4 separate regions of the Mus musculus genome follow, and regions 1, 3 and 4 are each linked to region 2. Evidence: chromatin contacts called from public ChIA-PET and Hi-C data. All regions are on one chromosome and are shown on one strand. Each heading gives the region's core, a stretch centred on a gene start, on an enhancer-like site or on the middle of the called end of the contact. The rest is flanking DNA. Distances are from core to core; before and after follow the strand shown. Region 1 has its middle 120 kb from the start of 1700062C10Rik. Region 2 holds the start of Oxsm (3-oxoacyl-ACP synthase, mitochondrial). Region 3 has its middle 28 kb from the start of Gm31804. Region 4 has its middle 5.1 kb from the start of Gm31804.

Region 1 (2,918 bases), core at 262-2,761, 330 kb after region 2:
GGACCCAGGACACAAGATGGCTCCCTCACCTGCTCTGGTGGTCATAGCCCTCCCAGGTGGCCACCTCTCCTCTGGCAAGGAAGGTGCCCTGGTGTCTGGGTTTCAACTCTGCCCCCTGGCTGAGGATGAAGGCCTGAAGGGACCCTGTCCAAGAAGCTCTGTTGCTTCTGCTGCTCACGTGCTCTCAAGAGATCCCAAGGTCCTGGGTGTGCTAGGGGTCCTGTGGCATGGAGAGTCCTTTGGGGACCTTGGGGCCCTCTGCCAGGTTTGCGAGGAAGATGGCTCGAGGTTGGCCCCTACTGGAATGAATCCCAGCCTGTAGTCAAGCCAGGTTCCTTTGTCCCTGTTAGTGCTGGCACAAGATGCTCTGGGATTGTTTGGAACTGATGTTGTGTTCCACTCACCCATGATCCTGAGGCCCTGGGCGTGCTAGAGGGCCTGAGTCAGGGAGAGTCCTCTGGGGACCTTGGGGCCCTCTGCTGGGTTTAAGTGGAAGATCCATAGTCTTCATAGTTTTCATTTGGCTTTGTGATATAATCTGAGATTGGGTATTGTAGTAGCTCCAGCATTGCTTTTTGCTCAGAATTCATAAGCAGCCTTCCTCAGGGTTCTTTGTCTCTTGAACTATCCTGATTATTTGAGCTGTTCCTGGCGCTCTCTTGATTTTTTCCAGACCACCCTTGATAGCTTTTAGGCATGGTTTTAGGAGCTAAGTCACTTCTCCCAGTGAACAGGTTGAAGCCCTGACACATTGTATCTCTGTTATGGAAATGTCTGACTTAAGTGAATTCATTGAAGTGAGCCTAGTCTAATCTGAGCAACATAACTATAAGAAGAAATTTGGGCACACTAAAGAGAAAGGGTAAATTGGCCCACTAATATTTACTACACACAAGAAAATTAGAGAAGCCTTAGAAGGTTCTGTCATCACCTTGATCTTAGACTTTCAGAACTTAGAATTGTGGGAAAATCGATTTACATTATGTGAGCTTTTCAGTTTGTGCTGTTTTGTTATGGTGACTCTAGAAAAGGTACTTGTTTGTTTGTTTTGAGATATGATCTCATGTTATTCAGGCTTGCCTTTAATTCCTTTTGTAGCCAAGGATGATCTTGTGTCTTAGGATTTCTTTTGCTGTGAAAAACAGTGTGACCAAAAGCAGTTTGGAAAGGAAAGGGTTTATAGTTGAAATTTATACTTATAGTTCATCACTGAAAGAAGTCAGTGGAGGAACCCTGAGTTAGGAACTGAAGCAGAAGTCATGGAGGAACACTGTGTACTGGCTTTCTCCTCATGGTTCGCTCAGCCTGCCTTTTATACAACACAGGACTAACTTACGGGTAGGGTCATTTCAATGGATTGGGCTATCCACATCAATCATTGAACAAGAAAAATGCCCCACAGGCTGGCCTATAGGCCAATTGGGTGAGGAGATTTTTCAGATGACTCTAGAGTGTCTCAAGTTGATGAAAAAACAACCAGAACAGTGTGAACTCTGGGTCCTCCTTCTGGCTTCCAACTCAGGGGTCACAGGAGTGAATCAGGATAGCAGCCTTCTTTTTAAAAGCAGTGACTCAGGAACAAACATATGAGGAAATGGAGAATTTGGTATTGAATTGCAAATTAAAAGCAACCAACAAGTAAGTGGTTGCAATTTCAGTATCCAAATCAAGAGGCTTCTTACCATAGAATAAATTAGTCTGCAAGCAAATGAGCTATAATGCTTCCAACTATAGTTAAAGAAAGAGATGGAGGGCTCAGGCTCAGGCAGAGGTTCAATCCTAGTTCTGATTCAACAAAAAAATTACTTTGGTTTTAGTTTTCTACAGAAATCTCAAAGCAGAATGAGGTGGGAATGGGGTTAGGGATTTCTGGTCGATAGTGTCCAGCAACTGCTTAAACTGTATCACTTTATCCAGAAGTCCAGGCTTAGGTACTTAAAATAACTGTGAGGGGACAGGCCAGATGGCTAAGCAGATTAAGGTACTTGCCACCAAGCCTGAGGACATGACCCAAGTGGTTCAAGGGGACTGCCGCAGGATGTCCTCTGACTTATACAGGAACATCATAAAAATGCATCCCCCCCCTACATGTACACGCACACGCACGCGCACACGCACACGCACACACACACACACACACACACACACACACACACACACACACACACACTGAAAATAAGTAGTCCAGTGATTCACAAACAAGATTCTGCCTTACCCAGATGATTTATGAATGAACACAGTTTACATTTCTATCATTAAAGCGTAGCTCTTCATTTCCTTACCATCCTAACTCATCTTCTCTAGGTTGGTAGAAAAATTGGTTCCTTTTTAAGTATAAATAAATTAATAAAATATTATGGAGTCATCACAGAGAACAATAACACATGGATGAAGGATTTCAGCTTTTACTAACTTGGACAATGAATAATTTTCTTCTTCACAACCCTACTGGGAAGAACCATCGCCCTTCTTGCATGCTGTGCCCAAACCGTGATTAGGCAATTATCTCCTCATTGCCAGCACTGGATGTTTTCTGCATTTTCTTCTGGACTTTGCTCAGAGGAGATTATTTTCAGACACTGAGCCCTCCATCTTGCTGCCCCAAATTCCATCAGCTTTTGACTTCTCCCTGCACCCAATTTATTCAGGTACACTCCCAGAGACTTTTCATTATAGGATGAAAAAGAGAATCAACCAGCTTTGCCAACGAATGGGATTTATTGATGCCTGTGAAAAAGGCCAGAGCAGGCAGGCCTCAGGAATGGTTTTCAGTTTATTCTGGATTCTCATTTCTTTCTCTGCGAGCATTTTCATTTTAATTTCTGTTAGATTTCTACTCCTCTTAGCACAAGAATCCTAACTATGACCATACTGTTTTCCAAACACAAGGGCCAAATTTTTTTAGTACCATGCTTGAT
Region 2 (2,707 bases), core at 193-2,692:
TGTAAACAAATACCCAGCCTCTTTATAAAGCAACAACAATAAATCAAAGCAAAATCCCCAGGTCCGACTTAGGGCACTCTAAGTTTATTCAGCTTACTTCAGAGCATGGGTGAAGGGTTCCTTACAGGAGTAAGTGCCTAGGGCATCTGCACGGCCAGAAAGTTTCACTGCAGCATGGATGATGACATGACTTCTCCATGGCTGCATAGACAGAGTTCCCCTTTCAGCTAACCTTCCACAGTCCACATACCCCAATGCCTTTTGAGATCAGAAATTTGTATGTAAAACAAATTGCCAAAAGGTACTGGAGGAAACAGCACAATTTTCACTGCAGGGAGATCATACTAAGCAAATGGTGAGCTACTGGATCAGGAACAAGTTGAATTTTCTTAAACATTTTAGACAGAGTAGACAATAAATCATATCCAGGAGTAATGAGGAAATAGCTAAACTTACCTCAGATTCTTTTCTACATTTGGAAAGCAAGCATACGTGGCAACGATGGCCTGAAGAGGTTATTGCCCACAAGAAAATATATAATCATGACTACAAGATAGCATAGTCTATCCTTTATCTGAAGAAAAAGCAAAGCTCACACGTGGGACAGACTTGAACAGTTAATAGACATCCCCTGGCTGTGTTGCTACTTATCCTACTTATCCATTACAGATTTATCTCTGAGCAAGTAAAACTTTCGTAAGCTCAGGAATTTCCACTTCAGATATTGGGCAATCTTCTGGTCACTTCCTGTCATGAGTCAGCCCTTTTTATTGTTACAGAAGTAGCTGTTTACATCATTTGCTAAAGTAAATAAAGGTAAGGAAAAATGGAGGTAGAGGGGACACCATAAGCACTGCAGATCACTACAGACGTTAGGTTTTGTTATATTTTAAAGACAAAGTCTTCAGGTTGGTAGCCCAGGCTCCCTTTGCACTCTCTCCACAGCTGAGGACAGAGCTCCTGATCCTCTGCCGCCCAGGTGCTGAAATTGAGCGGTACCATTATCTGATCTCTTTGCAAACCTTTAAAAGTTTTGTAACTAACGTCTCCTAACAAATTCTCAACGTCTTTGCACATTTCTAAGTATTCAGCCATAGTATTATTTTATTGTCTACGTGGCATTTAGATGTTTCCCCAAACGACCTCGGTTTCTTGGTGACATTCTGAAGAGTTCTATGAATATTTTCTACAGAGCTACCAGGGAGGCTACAGCTATAGGTCCTCCCCGGAATGTCCTGGGGAAATGACAGCCGCCCTTCTCTGGCAGCACAGGAATATCTAGGCATTATCGCTGTTGACTAGGTGAGGTTTCCCAAGCGATCAAAACAGGCTCTGAGGCTAGAGCGGGGCACTCACAACCCGGAACCCGGAGGAAGCTCTGGCCGGAGCGTCTGACCTCTGACATCAGGCACCGGGCGGAAACGCTGCGCTGCGGATGAGTGCGCATGCGCACTCGGTGGGCGCCCGCAAAGGCTTGTTTCAGGTAGTGACTGCAGTGTGCACCCGGGTTTCAGGGTAGGGGTGGAGGGCGTCGCGTGGCTGTGAATCCCTGAGAGCTCCTAACGCTGAGCTCGGGAAGTTACACCCGGCCTTCCTAATACGGCGGTGCTGGGCTGTGGCGGGACCGCCTGAAAGGTTATCTGCCCTACACGGAAGTAGATAAAGTGCACAAGGCAGAATGGGCCTGAGGCGGCCTCCTGTGCATTAATCTTAGAAATGCCACATGGACTCAGTCCACACTGTACAGTAATCTTCGGTGAGCCTGAAGAAGGATGCCCCCTGTAGGGTGGGTTGGCGTTGTAAAACCCAGTGAGCTAGCTATCAGTTGACAGTCTGAAGGACCTCATAGATTACAAATAAAAGTTAAGTCCAAGCGAGGGTTGCATTTCTCTGTGACCACAGTCACACCTAGGGTGTGTGTAAGATTCTACTGTCGTTTAAATGATGCTTGCTGTCTCTTGTGGTCTATTCCAGGAATGTGTTTCTGATCTTCTGAATTTCAACCATGTTGTCAAAATGCTTGCAACATTTTCTAAAAGCCACAATCTCCCATCCATATCCAGCGTCATATTCTTGGTTAATAAGCAAACACAGATTTTATGGAACTGTGCCAGCAGCCATGTTGCGCAGACGAGTTGTCATCACAGGCATTGGCCTAGTGACACCACTTGGCGTTGGGACTCAACTAGTTTGGGATCGGCTTCTCCGAGGAGAAAGTGGAATTGTTTCTGTGGTTGGTGATGAGTACAAGAATATCCCTTGCAGTGTAGCTGCTTATGTACCAAGAGGTCCACATGAAGGTCAGTTTAATGAAGAAAACTTTGTGTCCAAATCAGATGCCAAGTCCATGTCTTCTTCCACCATCATGGCTGTTGGGGCAGCAGAGTTGGCCCTGAAAGACTCCGGCTGGCATCCGAAACGAGAAGCAGATCAGGTGGCTACTGGCGTTGCCATTGGCATGGGCATGGTTCCTCTTGAAGTTATTTCTGAAACTGCTTTGCTGTTTCAGACCAAAGGTTATAATAAAGTCAGCCCATTCTTTGTCCCTAAGATTCTGATCAATATGGCTGCAGGCCAGGTTAGCATTCGCTACAAACTCAAGGGCCCCAATCACTCAGTGTCCACAGCCTGCACCACAGGTGCACATGCTGTGGGAGACTCCTTTAGATTCATAGCCCATGGTGACGCAGATGTGATGGTGGCTGGG
Region 3 (2,810 bases), core at 129-2,628, 500 kb after region 2:
GTATCGGCTATAGGCAAACACTACTGTACTCAGATTAATTGATCTTCTCTGGGTCCAGAGGAATCAAAGGCTATGATTAAGATATATATGTCAGACATTCTATAGCTCCCTGACCAACACAACACCATTCCATGAAAACACATTCAGAATGGCATTTCATAAAACACCAGCAGAAGAAGCTCATCTAAATTATTTCATTCCAAATAGTCACAGACTCTTTCAAAATGCAAAGACTTTAATGAAAAAGCCCTCCATTGGGCTACAGGTAACTTGTAGTCTTCTTAGTACAGATGCTAAAGATGCAAGGACAAGTACTCATGAGCACCTTCCAGTGCCACCTTCCTCTCTATGGTCCTATGGTCTTATGCCATGTAAAGAATGAGTTTCCGAAAGGAATTTTATTATAGTTGAGAATGTATGAGAGATGAAACAAGAAGAAATTCTTTAGAGTCGAAATAGATCCCAGGAAAGTGTTGTCATAATCAACCTGCTCTAAGCACGAGAAGTGAGCTGAGCAGGACAGTTGTCCTACACATGAGGTCTTCATGTGACTTGTCATTTCTGTGTCTTGCCTGGCACACCTTCTGCTGGCACACCCTTAAAGGTTAGTGAAGTATCTGATCATCCACAGGTTCCAGGCTTCAGCTGCTATTCTGAAAAGGATAAGTTAAATTAAAAAACAAAACAAACAAAACAAAAAAAAAACCAAAAAAAAAAAAAAAAAAAAAAAACCAGAGTACTGTCAGCACCCTTAAACAATTTGGTATTTTTGGTATTTTAGTTTGCAGGGCAGAACTACTGATAGAACCCAGGTATTTCCAGCTTCAGGCCAGGCCAGGACACCTGGACAAATGGAAGTGCCCACAATGGTTAAAAACAAAATTGCTAATTATTGAGACTCCCTCCTGAAGTTGCTCAGCTAGCATCTCTCTCCTACTTCATCACGTTCCCACATGTTCTTGCTTCACTGTCCCTTTGTGTTATCAAAGGAGAGACCACTTCACACTCACACTGCCTACAAACTGCTTTTAAAAAATGCTACTGAGGCTTTGAAAAATAAAAATTAAGCCATCATTGGGAAGAGAGGCCCATTGGTCTTGCAAACTTTATATGCCTCAGTTCAGGGGAATGCCAGGGCCAAGAAGTGGGAGTGGGTGGGTAGGGAAGTGGGGGGGGGTATGGGGGACTTTTGGGATAGCATTGGAAATGTAAATGAAGAAAATACCTAATAAAAATAAATTAAAAATATTAAGCAGAAAAAAAAAAAACTAAGAAAAATGTGTAACTTGATGGGGGATTGGTGAGAGGAAGTGGGTTTCTGAGTCATACCCAGGTGGTAACTAGGCAGAGCCTCGCCTGTCTTGGGCTTCAGTGAAGGTCTCGTGATGCTTCTTAGAGAACACAATGCTGGCAGATGGGGACCCTGTGGCTTCACATTTAATCTTGTGTTTATATTTGGTCTCAAATTGGACTCCTAGTGCTCAGTAGTCACTCATGCGGGATGCTCTTTATCTGCTGTAAAGGGATTTCCATCAACTAGCAGGTAGAGGTTCGTACAAAGCAATTTGATTCAATCTTAGAGAAGTATCTAGTGGAGGAAGTTAAAGCTGGCTTTGGCTGGTATCCGTGTATCCCACTAAGAACCATGTGAGGAGGAGCTTAAGCATCCTCCTCTAATCCTAGCCTCCACTCTCCAGTATATCCAGGTTCTGTTGTGTGCTTCCTTGCATATGTACTTTCATGAGATAAAATAGTCTTTACTCCTTCAAGTCAATTCCATGAGATAATATAATTTTCAGTTGGTTAGTGTTTAAGATGAGGAGTTACTGTGCTATAGGGAATATATATATATATATATATATATATATATATATATATATGTGTGTGTGTGTGTGTGTGTGTGTGTGTGTGTGTGTGTGTGTGTGTGTGTGTGTGTGTAACCATATAGTTCAAACCTTAGTTCTCAAGTTCTGTGGCTCAGCACAACTAGCTTCTATGATAATTTATTGAGTCCTCTTATGTCACTGGTTTTAAAATTTAATTAAGAAAACTTAATTTCCCTGTGTGGAAAAATCCTAAAATGTGATTGACCCAAAAGAGCACTGTAAACATGCTTTCCCTATCAGAGCTCCAGCCCAGCCTAAGCAGGAATCTCAGGCATGCTTTGTACCACAGGCTGAGAATCCTGCTGACAGATGTTAAAGGTGGTTTTTGTATCCAAGAGGAAGGCTACTGCCACTGTAAAAGTAACATGTAGCAGGTAGGCCTGAGAATCTAATAGAGTTGTCTGTTGTGATTCTATTTGTTCAAAATGTTTCCTTTTAGAAAGACAGAGCAGAAGAATCTACAGAAAAGGGGAGGGATCCAGCTCTTGCTTCATTCTTTGCAATTCCTGAGCAAGCGACTTTCATTTCTGAAATTTCACTTCTGTGTCTAGGGAGTGGGGATAAGGCCAGTCAGGTAAATGACTGGTACCGTCTGTGGGCAACCTATTTTTGCTAAATACTCACATCAGAGTTGAGTGGCCTGTGATGGGTGAATGTCACCTTTGGGCTGTGACACCGAGGAGTTTCCAAGTTTAGAGAAAGCATCAAAAACATTGTATGAGCCCCAAAGTTCCAACCAGGCAACTGAGTTCAGCTTTTAAAATAGAATCAGAAAATAGCCTTAGACATCACATGTGTTTTTTAAGCTTTCACATACCAGCAGGGGCAGCCTAGGCCCTCCTCAACTCATTTTTTTAATTATACAACATCCATTTCATAAAGAAGATATAACTGAGTTCTTCTCCAGCTTGCACCCCACTTCCA
Region 4 (2,764 bases), core at 78-2,577, 470 kb after region 2:
GAAGACTGGATGCAAGGAGTCAGACCCCATGGAGCAAACAGAAAAAAATGAATGACAATGAATTTTAGAATCGTTTTCTGAGAGCTGATTTAATGATACTTTTTAATCATTCTTTAGTTTGCCCACCTTGTCTCAAACATTATCATGTACCTAACAATTTCCAGCTCTCATGTCCACTGTGTGGAGATGACTCCTGACCAGCATCATTAGATGTGTGTGACTTAGCTGAAATCTTCAGAGGTATGTAATAAGATAGTGCAGCCTCATATCTCTCAGAGAGGAGGAGATATGTCATATATTCTATGTTAAAAATATTTGGGAGTAACAATCCTTACATCTTAACTATTAATTATTAGTTCACAATTGACTCGATCAAATGAGTTTGGGGATTATTTACAAATTACTTTTCTTAGTGGTATTTATATTATTCAAAATTAAGTATTCTCAATTGAATTATTATTATTATTATTATTATTATTATTATTATTATTATTATTATTATTATTATTTGATTGATATCATGAGGCAGGATATGTACCTCAGGCTGGACTCATGCTTATGATATAACTAACATGCTCCCAGACCTTAGCACAACTATTGCAATGACAGAAACCCATTCAGGTGTTGGAACTCAGAACATAGGCGGGGACATCTGACACAAGAACTTAGACCTAAACCACCTCACAAAATAGATACAAAGGTTACATCAATGGTCCAGGGATGTGGCTGGAAAAGCCACAAATGTACTAACTGCTTTTTTGCTCCTGCAGTTCTACTTCTTGCTAACTGCTCTTGTTAACTGAAGTGTTCTGACCAGGATATGGTTTTTTTTTTTTTTTTTTTTTTTTTTTTTTGTGCTTAAAATGCCAAGAAAGGTAAGGCTCAAGGCTTCATGGTTTGGGCAAGTTCTCTCATGCAACCTCCATGGCTGTGTTGACTTTAGGAGTCCTGTGTTCACTGAAGGAGTTATCTTGGAGAAGTGGCCCTCCTGTCTCAGCTCCTGATGGAGTTACAGGTGTATATCATCATAATTGGACTTGAAACTGTATTTCACTAAAAGCAGGCTTACTGATTCAAAGCTTCTGCATTTAGAAAGCTGTGAAGGATGCAGCCACATCCTGTGGACTGACCTGATGTGCAGCAGCATGGGTCTCATTCCTTCTGGCACTGAGACAGAACTGATTGGAACCATTTTTCCATTCTTTTTTTTCTTTTCTTTTTTTTTTCTGAAGAAAACGTGTCTGACCCTCCCCGTTCTACCAGAAAAGAGTAACTGCTGAAAGTGACGTCATTCTTTCCCAGCAGCCGGCTTCTTCCTGTCTCATGGCTGCGGCTTGGTTTCCCTTTCCCATGGGTGTCACACTGTGGTTCACACTGTGGCTGCAGTGTTGCTTTCTGTAAGACTGTTTCTCACTTCCTTCTTGTCTCACCTACATTTTCATTTTTTTCTGCTCCTGAATTTTACTGTTTATTATACAGTGTTTAAACTCCCTTTGAAACGAAGTGTTTTGAGGGTGAATAAAACACCCGGAATTGTGTCCCATTGAGGGCCAAACAAAGATGACATGGGCTGGCAATAGAGCACTAATGCTTTCAAGATCTTTGCCTCAAGAGACAGTAAACTCATATCAGCTGATGTCATCATCATAAAAACATTTTGAAAACCATTTTAGAATGTCCTCTTAAGTTCTCAGCACAGCGAACAAATGTTTCAATGGCTGTAAAATCTTCTGGATCATTTTTATTCCAGGAACAAAAAAACCAACGCTCAATGTAGAGAACCAGAACCACACAGGGCTCATCAAGCTGGGTTAGCACTTTTATTTCTTCTCAAATGTACAAAATAGAGTGCCAAGAATTGTAAAAGACAGGGTTAGTGAGCTGACACTGAAAGTGTTCCCCAAGGACCAACTTAGAGAAGCCAGCAGGCATGAGGGTTGGTATTACATGGGCATGTGGACAGGCATATGCTACTGTTAGGAATCCTGTGACTATCCCCCCCAAAAAATCTCAGAATCTATCACCACTACAATTCAAAGTCAAAAAGGTCAGTAAAGTCATGGTCACAGTGACCTGGTGACTGGTACATTACCTCAGGGTTCCACCTAGAATCACAGGCATTTCCCATCATGCATTACTTCGCCTTCAGACCCCAGGGGAGCCATGGGTTTGGCTGATCATAGTGGGATTCAGGACTTTAGATCCATCTGTTTATTGTTGGAAGTGGTGCCATGGGTCTAAATTCTGAAGCTATTTTGCCCCCTCATGAAGGGCTGTTCTGTAAAGTCTGATCACAATCTAGTGTTTACTTGATCTCATCACTTTTGTGTTGTGTGTTTTCCCTTCCATTGGTGCCATAGTGTAAGGGACATAATTCAGTATGCTTGCCAGAGGGACTATTGAATGTTATCCAGTTACTGAGAGCACAGGTGGGTCTGGGAGTGTGCTCCATGGGCTCTATACCTGAACACTTCTGATGTTCTTGCTTCAAGAACTGTAAACAAACTCACAATAATTGGTACTGGCCAACAGTATCTACAGGAAGCTCATCTTTTCAACATACAAGACTGGAAGACAGCAAAGAAAGGGCATGTTTCAGAAGTGACAGAATGACAGTATGTACTATGTGGCTAAGATGACCACAAGATCACGATCTTGTTTTCCACATCTAGAGTGATGGATGAAAAGATAGCTAGGAAAATATGGGACCTCAGCAGAGCATCTGAAGAGTGATGTAAAGCCTGAAAGAAGGCCTGTGAATGTT

What was found. Hi-C and Micro-C count contacts between places; a contact is called where the count stands out from the background. ChIA-PET counts read pairs in DNA pulled down with a chosen protein or histone mark.
Region 1: a Hi-C map of rod photoreceptor shows a contact between it and region 2, with 2.4 times the contacts expected there. The contact joins the enhancer-like site here to the promoter of Oxsm in region 2. A contact is called at or near these places in 1 of 484 Hi-C or Micro-C datasets (rod photoreceptor) and 3 of 115 datasets of contacts at active chromatin or transcription factors (double positive thymocytes, embryonic stem cells and stem cell-derived neural progenitor cells).
Region 3: a contact with region 2 is called in an RNA polymerase II ChIA-PET map of memory CD8 T cells, with 95 read pairs. The contact joins the enhancer-like site here to the promoter of Oxsm in region 2. A contact is called at or near these places in 5 of 115 datasets of contacts at active chromatin or transcription factors (double positive thymocytes, effector CD8 T cells, memory CD8 T cells and 2 more) and 1 of 9 other capture datasets (liver).
Region 4: an RNA polymerase II ChIA-PET map of memory CD8 T cells shows a contact between it and region 2, with 166 read pairs. The contact joins the enhancer-like site here to the promoter of Oxsm in region 2. A contact is called at or near these places in 2 of 39 promoter capture datasets (the C10 cell line and pre-B cells), 1 of 484 Hi-C or Micro-C datasets (the MNK3 cell line), 7 of 115 datasets of contacts at active chromatin or transcription factors (the 230-238 cell line, CD8 T cells, double positive thymocytes and 4 more) and 1 of 9 other capture datasets (liver).

Annotation. Positions count from the first base shown.
Region 1 is chr14:15,916,529-15,919,446 of GRCm38.p6, reverse strand. No RefSeq gene overlaps it. Among named protein-coding and RNA genes, the nearest start is that of 1700062C10Rik, 120 kb to the left of the region's middle. Within about 2 kb of position 1,511, at least 3 of the 459 cell types and tissues checked have an H3K27ac peak or open chromatin away from gene starts, as enhancers often do. A contact at or near this core is called in rod photoreceptor, where this site is marked.
Region 2 is chr14:16,242,066-16,244,772 of GRCm38.p6, reverse strand. It overlaps Oxsm (3-oxoacyl-ACP synthase, mitochondrial), which reads left to right and starts at 1,442. Exons shown (of 3, transcript NM_001359883.1): 1 at 1,442-1,483; 2 at 1,975-2,707. The coding sequence starts at 2,006.
Region 3 is chr14:15,745,604-15,748,413 of GRCm38.p6, reverse strand. No RefSeq gene overlaps it. Among named protein-coding and RNA genes, the nearest start is that of Gm31804, 28 kb to the left of the region's middle. Within about 2 kb of position 1,378, at least 53 of the 459 cell types and tissues checked have an H3K27ac peak or open chromatin away from gene starts, as enhancers often do. A contact at or near this core is called in double positive thymocytes, effector CD8 T cells, memory CD8 T cells and 2 more, where this site is marked.
Region 4 is chr14:15,768,589-15,771,352 of GRCm38.p6, reverse strand. No RefSeq gene overlaps it. Among named protein-coding and RNA genes, the nearest start is that of Gm31804, 5.1 kb to the left of the region's middle. Within about 2 kb of position 1,327, at least 67 of the 459 cell types and tissues checked have an H3K27ac peak or open chromatin away from gene starts, as enhancers often do. A contact at or near this core is called in the 230-238 cell line, CD8 T cells, the MNK3 cell line and 6 more, where this site is marked.